2 separate regions of the Canis lupus genome follow, and region 2 is linked to region 1. Evidence: chromatin contacts called from public Hi-C data. All regions are on one chromosome and are shown on one strand. Each heading gives the region's core, a stretch centred on a gene start, on an enhancer-like site or on the middle of the called end of the contact. The rest is flanking DNA. Distances are from core to core; before and after follow the strand shown. Region 1 holds the start of NSL1 (kinetochore-associated protein NSL1 homolog). Region 2 has its middle 28 kb from the start of VASH2.

What was found. Hi-C and Micro-C count contacts between places; a contact is called where the count stands out from the background.
Region 2: a Hi-C map of blood shows a contact between it and region 1, with 3 times the contacts expected there. The contact joins the enhancer-like site here to the promoter of NSL1 in region 1. A contact is called at or near these places in 2 of 9 Hi-C or Micro-C datasets (amygdala and blood).

Annotation. Positions count from the first base shown.
Region 1 is chr7:10,783,290-10,788,709 of UU_Cfam_GSD_1.0, reverse strand. NSL1 (kinetochore-associated protein NSL1 homolog) reads left to right here and starts at 4,052. Exons shown (of 7, transcript XM_038542090.1): 1 at 4,052-4,326. The coding sequence starts at 4,093. TATDN3 (putative deoxyribonuclease TATDN3) reads right to left here and starts at 4,021. Exons shown (of 9, transcript XM_038542095.1): 1 at 3,875-4,021; 2 at 1,607-1,639; 3 at 657-730; 4 at 372-456. The coding sequence starts at 3,940.
Region 2 is chr7:10,897,042-10,902,310 of UU_Cfam_GSD_1.0, reverse strand. No RefSeq gene overlaps it. Among named protein-coding and RNA genes, the nearest start is that of VASH2, 28 kb to the left of the region's middle. Within about 2 kb of position 2,275, at least 2 of the 20 cell types and tissues checked have an H3K27ac peak or open chromatin away from gene starts, as enhancers often do. A contact at or near this core is called in blood, where this site is marked.

The DNA of each region.
Region 1 (5,420 bases), core at 2,803-5,302:
ATTGAATATATTTTTACACGGATGTTACAACTAGGGAGTAAACAATTTGGCATCCTGCTTTTCTCTCTGTATTACACTATAAACATTTTCCTCATTGCTACATAAAATAAACCTTATAGTTCTCATTTTCCATACATGCATTCAGTGCATACATATATTTAATACTCTACAAGTTAATTTTTTCCTTTATTTCCGAGCCTTGAGGCTATTTCTGTTTTTTCTCTACTACAAATAATGCTGCAACAAACACCTTTGTGAAAGGTAGTATTTCCTTCTTCTGATTATTGCCTTAAAATATAATCAGAAAGAGGAGCATTACGGAGTCAAAAGGCATCACTTTTTTAATGATTTTTGTTTTATACAACTTTTACCTTTAATGTGACACTTCTTTGGTCTCCTGGTGAAACTCCTTGAACAGGATGAACACCCAAGCATGGCAGGACAAAGCCCTTATACCTAAAAATGTACAACACATTAAGAAAGCAGGAATATTAAAGTACTAGACAATGTTACACTAAAGAACAAACATGAAAGAATTTTTTAGGGCTATGTTGATGTGATTTTCTTTAAAAATGGATGATCTTTGATAGTATAAATATGACCTACTAACTGCAACCTTATTAGCAACTCTTTAAATTCTTGATGAGAAGTAGCACCTTTCTGAAAGCTGCATAATCTTTTCAAATTCTCCTGAATGTTCAGCAACCATCACAAGAGCCATAACATTGGCCTGAAACAAAAATGAACGGAACAGTTAGAATCTCAAACAATCTATATCTAACATAACTGAAGAGAAATTTAAAGTCTTCTGTACTTTAAGTTATTCTTGCTCACTTATACTCCATCAATATAATCACGATGGCTATCACTGAGTACTTATTATGTTTCAGGCACTATGTTCAGTGAATATAAATATTACCTCATTACCTCAATCTACACAAACCCTATGAGGTAGGCATTGCTGTACTTCATCATATAGGTCGGGAAAGAGTTTTGGATGGAGTCAGATAACTTGCTCAAGATCATTATGCAATTCCAGAGCCCATGCCCCTAATTAAGGTGCCATATTGAATGATGGCTGTGTGTGTAATAATGTATTGGCAACCATTTCTATCACTTTAAGGGAAGGCTACAAAGTAATAGTTAAATAAAAATTAGTAATTTTTTTCTGAAACAAATCCAAACGTCTCAGAAAACTTGTAATTTCTCTAAGATCTCTGGAATAACGCTCCTTTAGGAACTGACAGATAGATCAATCTATTCCATGTTAACTGGTAAGCACACTAGATGTGAGGACATGTTTTGGATTCAGACTATCTTGTCCTTATCATTTTACTAGCAGTGTATCTTCAGGTAAGTAAATCTCTAGGCCTGAATTTCCTTCTCTATCAAATGGGTAATGGTTGGCTATAAAATAGTAGCTTCTTCATACAGATGCTGCCAAACATTAGATGAGATAACGAACAGATAGGGCTTAGCTCAGCCTGGCACATACTACACAGTTAATTAATGCTACTTATTATTAACAAAGCAAGATAAGCATAGTGTATCTAAATTTCAAGCTGTTCTACCTTGAAACAGAGGGCAACTGTAGATATTGACTTACTTTCTTGGCTTTCTCCAACACATCATCCAGATCCTAAAATGAGCATAGGTAATCACAATTATTTTAGATGAATAAGTAACTGCTCTTTGGAAGTGTCTATCAACGTAGTCAAGGAGCCATAAAGAATGACAACAATGGCAAGGAACAGTGTGATAGAATGTGAAGAGCTACACTGACTCGCTTTGCTTACTCTTCCTTTCTCTCACTAAAATCTGGCTTCTCTTCCTACTCCACTAAAACAGAAACTGTTATTGTAAATTATATAAAGGACATTTCTCTGTCCTCCTCTTACTCTATCCATCAGGAGCATTAAGAAGTCCTCACCCGTTCACTCCTTTCCTGAAATACTTCCCACTCTTGGCGTCTGCAATACCCCTCTCCTGCAAACACCACCCTCCACTAGCTGCTAATTCCAGTCTCCTTAGCTGGCTCTCTCCTCCATCAGATTTCAGGACCCTATGCTCCTCTCTCCCTACACACCCCAGGTGATCTCATCCACAGGTTTTAATACCATCATTATGCTAATGAGTCCCCAGTTTTGATCTCCAGCCTAGAATTCTCTCCTAAGCCCAAGACTGACGTTTAAAAATGAATACAGGGCATTTCCACTTGGATGGATATTAGACTTAAACATGTACTAAACACAGCTGTCTCTACAGACCTTTTATCTGCCCTCCCCAGTCTCAATCTTCCCTCCTCTCAGTAAACAGCACCACCATCCTCCCTACAGCATGATGTCCTTTTTTTCCTTCCCTCTCCACATCCAATTTCTTACCCCATACCATTGAGTCTATCTCTAAAACACACACTGAGGGCAGCCGGGGTGGCTCAGCGGTTTAGCGCTGCCTTTGGCCTAGGGCGTGATCCTGGAGACCTGGGATGGAGTCCCATGTCAGGCTCCCTGCATGGAGCCTGCTTCTCCCTCTGCTTGTGTCTCTTCCCGCCCCCCTCTCATGAATAAATAAAATATTAAACACACACACACACACTGAATCCATCGGCTTTTCTCAAACTCCCCTGCAACCACCATCACCTCCTGTCTACATACAGCAAAAGCCTCCAAATTGGTTTTCTAAGGTCTACATTTGCTCTCCAACAGCAAAATGGCTTTTTTTTTTTTTTAAAGATTTTATTTATTCATAAGAGAGAACACACAGAGAAAGAGAGGCAGAGACACAGGCAGAGGGAGAAGCAGGCTCCCTGCAGGGAACCTGATGCAAGACTGGATTCCAGGACCCTGGGATCATGCCCTGAGCAGAAGGCAGACACTCAACCACTGGGCCACCTAAGGGTCTCAGCAAAATGTTTTGTATGTGTGTGTGTGTTTTTTTTTTTAAGATTTTATTTATTTATTCACGAGAGACACAGAGAGAGAGGCAGAGACACAGGCAGAGGGAGAAGCAGGCTCCATGCAGGGAGCTGGATGCCGGACTTGATCCCGGGTCTCCAGGATCACGCCCTGGACCCAAGGCAGATGCTCAATCACTGAGCCACCCAGGTGTCCCGCAAAATGGTTTTTAAGCAGAAATCATATCTTGTCGCTCTCCCTTAAACAAGCAAACAGAAAAAAAAAAAAACCCTTTACTGGATTCACACTGTCCTTACCTACCTCACCTATCCCCTGCAAACCTCCAGTCAATGGCTCCCTCTCCAGCTCCTCAGGCTCCAGCTAGCCAAATCCCATGCTGCCTGGAGTCTGCAAGACGCCCACCATCTCGCCCGGCTGGCCCTTTGCCCTTCCAGTTCCAGCTTCGGCGTCACCTCTGGAGAGGTTTTCCCCCTTAAGAGACTCTGCCCTTCATTGTCTTATACCAGCCCCCCCGGTTTCCAGGGCAGCGCGTAAAGCACTTTAAGTCTGATTTTGTGTGTCCTCCTCGGCCTGCTTCTGTCCCCCACGAGGCCCGGAGCGCACGGTGCGCGGCTAAAGCGCCCGAAAGCACACTTTTCCCGGGAAAAGTGGATGCTCGGCCAGGCCAGGCACCGATAGGCCGGTGGGGGTGGGGAAACCCTCTCGGAAACGGGAAGGCCAAATAAAAGCCGTGTAGAGATGGCGGGCGTCGCTCTTCAGGATCGGAAGGGAACATCGGGATGACCGAGGTCAAGCAGGGAAGTTAGGAGCAAGTCACTCAGGCCCACGAGCTGGGGCCCACGAGCTGGGGCCTGGGAGGATGCGAGGCTTGGTCCGAAGGGTAGAGAGAAAAGAATAACCTGGAGGGAAAGGACTGGGGGCCTCCCCGCTCCCGCAGGCCGGGCCTCGCCCTTACATACGCTGTCAAAGTCCGGGGCCGAGAGGTGGCAGTGACAGTCCACCGCCCCGCCGCCCACCGCCCCCATGGCCGCAGCCACCGCCGCGCTCCAGTCTCCAGGGAGCCTCAGCCGGAACGCTTCGGCTGCGGCGGCTCGCGCTTCCGGCCGGACTCGTGTTTCCCGCCCCCCCTCCCGCCCTTCCGCTCCCACAGTTCCCGCCCGCGGTTCAAACTGGAAAGATGGCGGGGGCTCCCGTGTCGGGGGTCCCTTCCCGTCCGCGGGGCGTGGAGAGAGAGGCGCGGCCGGACGACGGGGCGTCGGTCGCCGCCAGCTCCCGGGAGGACTGCCGGGTGCGCTGCACGTCGAAGCGGGCCGTGACGGAAATGGTAGAGCTGTGCGGCCGCTTCGTGGACAAGCTCGGGGACGCGCTGCCGGAGGAGATTCGGGGCCCTGCGCTGCGGGATGTGCAGTGGGTACGGGCGCGTAGCCGTCTCCGGCCTCGTCACCCCCTTCCCCCTGCGCCCGGCTCTGGGCTCGCGGAGGCGGCCCGAGAAACGCGGGGGGAGGCGGAATAGCTGCCGCGGCGTCATCCGGGTCTTAGGAACGGCTCGGACCCGCGCCGGCCGGTGGGAACGTAGAGGGGCGAGCTGGGCCTGTAACCGGAAATTACAGGAAGGGGAAAAAAAAAAAAATAGGTGCAATTGAATGTCATGCTTTATGGAGCCCGCCCTATCCAAGATGCCGTTTTAATTTGTGATGATAAAAAAACAAAAACAAAAAAAACGAACGCGGTCTCCTCTGATTCTTCTGTTCGTGCTAAGCTGCTCGAACCTAGAGCCCATCTCCCTTGGGGCTGCCCGCCTTTTAAGACCTCGGGAACCTCAGAAAGTGGCTGGCTAGTGGCCCCCCTACTGGGCAGGGCAGACGCAGACCCTAGCAGGAATTTTCCGGGAAAGGGTAATAATAATAATATTAATCCTGGAAGTCAGCCGGGCACCGCGCTAGCGGTTCGGTCTTTCCTTTTTGCCTGTTTTAGGGCTTCCTGTAAAGTCCGTGGAAACATTTTCCCTACAAGTCTAAAGTGGGTAAGGATGCTGTCTCGGTTAGTAACTTCACCGGCCCTCATAACCTTTTCCCCCTTCCTTTCTCACATCTTTTGCAAAGCTCTGAAGAAGCTAGGGTTTGTTTTGTTTTTGTTTTTTTAGATTTCATTTATTTATTCATGGGAGACACAGAAAGAGAGGAACAGACACAGGCCGAGGGAGAAGCAGGCTCCATGCATGGAGCCCGATGTGGGACTCGATCCTGGGTCTCCAGGATCACGCCCTGGGCTGAAAGCGGTGCTAAACCGCTGAGCCATTTGGGCTGCCCTGTTTTGTTTTAAAGATTTTATTTATTTACTCACAAGAGACAGAGGGAGAAGCAGGCCCCATGCAGGGAGCCCGACGTGGAACTCGATCCCCGGTCTCCAAGATCACGCCCTGCGCAGGTGCCAAACCGCTGAGCCATCCAGGGATCCTCCCTCTCTCTTTTTTTTTTTTTTTTTTGAGGAAAGACACAACGTATT
Region 2 (5,269 bases), core at 1,026-3,525, 120 kb before region 1:
GCCTGGTGTCAGGACGCTCACTTGTTTAACATGTGGGGTGTGTGTTGTGTGTGTTGGGGGCCAGTGACTCGTCCTGGTTTGGAGATATGGCTAAAAGGAACTGGCGCTCCCCCTCCTCCAAACATGCACACATCCGGTCCCCTCATCCCAAGCTAGGAAATTTCAGCCATGAGTCTCCAGAGCAGTTCATGAAATGACCATCAGAGGGGGTGCTCTTCCCATTTTGGGAGTGGAAATGGGTCTCCCTGCCCAGGGCCAGCCAAAGGTCCAGCAGCTAGGTGTTCAGGGCTAATCAGGAAAAGCCAGATTTACTGGTAGGTTACAGAGGCACAAGCCTAAAGCAGCCTGATTTCAGGCACACAAGAAAGTGCAAAGCTTACATGATCCTACTGGACGATTGAAGCTGTCTGAACGGTATCCATTTAGCCTAGACTGATTTAAAATACAAATACAGGGCACCTCAATGAAAAATATACAAAAAAGTCACAGAAATCTTAAAGCTAAAAAAAAAAAAAAATATGGGGCACCTGGGTGGCTCAGTAGTTGAGCACCTGCCTTTGGCCCAGGGCACGATCCTGGAGACCGGGGATTGAGTCCCACGTCGGGCTCCCTGCATGGAGCCTGCTTCTCCCTCTGCCTGTGTCTCTGCCTCTCTCTCTTTCTCTCTTTCTCTCTCTCTCTCTCTCTCTCTCTGTCTCTGTGTCTCTCATGAATAAGTAAATAAAATCTTTTTTTTTTTTTTATTTATTTATGATAGTCACACAGAGAGAGAGAGAGAGAGGCAGAGACATAGGCAGAAGGAGAAGCAGGCTCCATGCACCGGGAGCCCGACGTGGGATTCGATCCCGGGTCTCCAGGATCGCGCCCTGGGCCAAAGGCAGGCGCCAAACCGCTGCGCCACCCAGGGATCCCTAAAATCTTTAAAATATATATATTTTTTAAAAAATAAATAAAATACAAATATAGGGTGTCTGGGTGGTTCAAGCATCTGCCTTTGGCTCAGGTCATGATCTCAGGGTCCTGGGATCGAGCCCCCCCCCCTGGGATCGGGCTCCCTGCTGCCTGAGGATTCTTTCTGTCTCTCCCTCAGCCCCTCTGCCTGCTTGTGCTCTCTCTCTCAAATAATAAGTAACATCTTTTAAAAATAAAATACAAATACATTCCAGGAGTACACCTCAGGCCTTTGTATCTCAGTGAGATGAAGGGAGCTGAGAGAAGGTTTTTTAATTTTTTTTAATCTTTTTAAAGATTTTATTTATTTATTCATGAGAGAGAGAGGCAGAGACAGAGGCAGAGGGAGAAGCAGGCTCCGTGCAGGGAGCCTGATGTGGGACTCGATCCCTGGTCTCCAGGATCATGCCCTGGACTGAAGGCAGCGCTAAACTGCTGAGCCACCCGGGCTGCCCCTGAGAGAAGGTTTTGACAAACCAAAAGGGGAAGGTGGGCAGAGAGGGCTTAAGGGGCATAAAACAATGAAATTGGGGCTTCCCAAGTATCACCGTCCTCCTCTGCTCAAAACAGGAGAGAAGCCTCGCCTGATTCCATGGGGTGAGAGCCCACTTGTTGATGCTCCCAAGAGGGGGTGCTGCTTCTCCCAAGCTCCCATTTCATGGGCTCCTGTTTAGTCTGTGAGCAAGTGCTATGGACTCAGATGGTTTGTTTTCTTGTCTTAGAGCATTTTGAGAGGGACACTGTTTTGTATTTGCAGCTCCTACTACAAACCCCGACCCAAGCGTTTAAGTGCTTGATACATGTCAAATAGGTAAGTGAATGAATGTCCACGAGTAGAAAACCATGAAGTAAATAACGGTCTATTGGCCTGACGGGGATATTATGCTGTTCTTTTAAATGATGATTATTTGAAAGGTACCTAAGAGAGTGGATCTTAGAAGTTTTCATCACAAGAAAAAAAAATGTGTAACTGTATGAGGTGTTGGAAGTTAACTAACCTTATTGTGGCAATCATTTTGCAATATACACATGTGTCAAAGCGTTGTTGCTGTACGCCTCAAACTACTACAATGTTCTATGTCAGTTACATTTCAGTAAAAGTGGAAAAAAGAAAAGTTAGAAATAAAATACTGGTTAGGAAGTCCATGTAGCAACGTGGAAAATGCCTGGGAAATTATGTTAAATATGCAAGTTGCTTTATACCTGTGAAAGATTATGCATAGGTGTGCACGAAAAAGGAACAAGGAGAAATAGTTGTGGACTCACGGGTAGCTTCCTCCTTGGCTTGTTGTTTAGCCTCCTTTGCTGTGGATTGTGCAATAAACACAGGAACCACCGTTTCCTGCCCACAAGAGCATCTCAGTTTTGTTCTTTGGTGCCCAAGTACCTCGACTCTCACCCCCGTCTGTCTAGATCTCACCCTCTCTTTAGAATTCAATGTTGTTTCATTTCCTTTGCACCCTGCCCAGGGCTGCACCCACATGCACGCACAAGCGGCTGAATACCTTGGATATCAGTGATTTCAAAGACAGCTGCTGTAAATAATGTTAAGTTCAAACCCTTAAACACCTGTTCTCCCAAATCAGTCTGCCTCTCAAGTTATCAGCAAGTTATCAGCCATCAGTTCCTATCTTTACTGTTTCTCAAAGTGGGAACAACAATGGATCTGTTTTGTTAGGGGTCTACTGTGTGCCTTCTGCTTCAATTTCCTCCTCACCACAAACCTGCAAGGTAGGAGAATATTATTCTAGTTAGTAAGAGAAGAAACAGAAACTCAGAGTTTAAATTACTCTCCCAAGATCATAGTCCTGGTTCACACCTAAGACTTTAGGTTCCCAAAAGACACGTTTTTTACGCTACACACAGTGGCGGATGCTTCCTGAGGGCCTACGATGCAATAAGATACGGCACATAAATAACAGAATCTATCCGTACAAGGAAACTCAACTGTCCTGTGAATAATAGTACCAGCGTCTGCATAGGTTTGCAGGTGATGAAGCTATGCCCCCGTGTCACCCTTCTAGGGACATCTTTTCTAATACTAATCTCCTGATTGTGCGTTGGGCACCTCTGTCCAGGCACAAATCCTGCTGGAGCCACAATGATCCAGAGCTTATCTATCTTCGTTTTGGGTCAGGATATGCTTTGCAGGATTCAGGCTTTTCACTGAAAAAGAAATCACTGCCACTGTCATTTCGCTTCACTTCTATGCATGATGAGGCTTTATGAAAATTAATCTTATCAGTTAATCTCGGGGCTTAGAGGGTCACTTCAGTCCTTGGAGGAATCAGATATTTCTCTAAGTGCCGTTCAGGCAGCCTTTATTAATCAAGACCTGGGGGCTCAGACCTGAAATCAACTTTCTACTGGCTTCTAACAGTTCGCTCTCATGACAATGACCATTTCACCATGTAACACATGAAAGGGGAAGAGGAAATGAATACATAAAACAAGGTTAGGCAGGGGCCTAATACATTGTTTCTCTAAGTGGAAAATGAAGCTCACATACCTTGTCTTAATGAATCTCCCCCTCCCTCCATATGATTCTCCTCCTTTGTCAAGGTTTTAGGGCCTCCGGACCACATCTCCTCCTCCCTTCCATTCAGACCTGCTCAGGGACATCTCTAGACCCTAGTAGAGATCGAAGATAAGGTGTTCCCTCTAGGTGGTCAGTGTGCTTTGAAACCCTACCTCTCTGTAGGGACTCAAAGACCCAAAGATATATTATCTCCTGTGAGGGGTCATAAAAGCATTTTCCAGGCACAGGATCCCATCAAGAACCCTGAAGTCACTTCAGGGCAGGTTGTCACCTGCACAGATGACAGAGAGGGAGGGACAGTGTGCCATAGGCAGTTTGTCTGGGCTCCTCGGTCCGAAGACTGAGACCCGACAGATGGGTTACAGGAAAGATCAACAGACTTCGGAAATGTGTCACTAACCTCAATAGCTTTGCCTGCTTTGGAAAATAAGAGTTGTTTTTTTTTTCCCCCCTGTATGGAAATCATTTTTTTCCATGGAAAATCTAAATGTCATTCTAGTGAAAGGTCTTAGATTTTAAAGCCCCTGTTTATTATAGGGTGATGGTAACAGATACAATGCTATGGACTTATTTATCTTTCAGTTTCATGACTTTGTCCTCTCATTTAGCTACTTTAAATAAACTGGAAAGTTCATCTTGAAATAGGACACTAATTATAATTAAAATTGTATGAAAAGAGGTACTGGTAACATTTTTATGGCTTCCAGTTTGTATATGGGGTAGAGTCTTTGCAGCTGCCAATTCTCTTCTCTCAGGCTTCATTCACACAACTACCCAGTTTTTGCCTTTCTTTCCCACAGGCTCTTTCTGTCTCCAATGACTCTTCTTCCATTCCATTCAGGCTCCTCTTGAGAGGCCTTTGAACTTTGATCCTATTCAACTGTCTACTCTCCCTAGTTTCTCATGCTGCCAGTCACTGATCTGTGTTGATGACAGCCAATCTCTTTTCTAGAAGAGTGGTTCTCCCCTTTCATGAAGATGGCCCCGAAGGCAAAGAAGGAAGCCCCTGCCCCTCCCAAAGCCGAAGCCAAAGCAAAGGCTTTGAAAGCTAAGAAAGCGGTGCTGAAAGGCATGCACAGTCACAAAAAAAGAAGATCCGTACATCACCTACATTTCGACGACCCAAGACCCTGTGTCTCCGAAGGCAGCCCAAATATCCTTGAAAGAGCGCCTCAGGAGAAACAAGCTTGATCACTATGCCATCATCAAGTTCCCCCTGAGTCAGCCATGAAGAAAATAGACAACAACACACTTGTGTTCATTGTGGATGTCAAGACCAATAAGCACCAGATCAAACAGGCTGTGAAGAAGCTCTAATAACATTGATGTGGCCAAGGTCAACAACTTGATCAGGCCTGAGGGAGAGAAGAAAGCATATGTTCGACTGGCTCCTGACTATGATGCTTTGGACGTTGCCAACAAAATTGGGATCATCTAAACTGAGTCCAGTCGGCTATAAATCTAAATATAAATTTTCTCACCATAATAAAAAAAAAAAAAGAAGAAGAGTGGTTCTCAAAGTGTGGTCAGCAGAACATTGAGAGTCCTCAAGACCTTTTGGGGGGAATTCATGTCAAATTCTTTAAAAGTAATATAAAGAAGGGATTTCCCGGGGCATTTGGGTGGCTGTCAGTGAAGCATGTGCCTTCTGCCCAGGTCATGCTCTTGGGGCCTGCTCAGTGGGGATCCTGTTTCTCCATCTGCCCCTCCCCCTGCTCGTGTTCTCTCTCTCTCTCTCATAAATAAATAAATAAATAAATAAATAAATAAATAAATAAA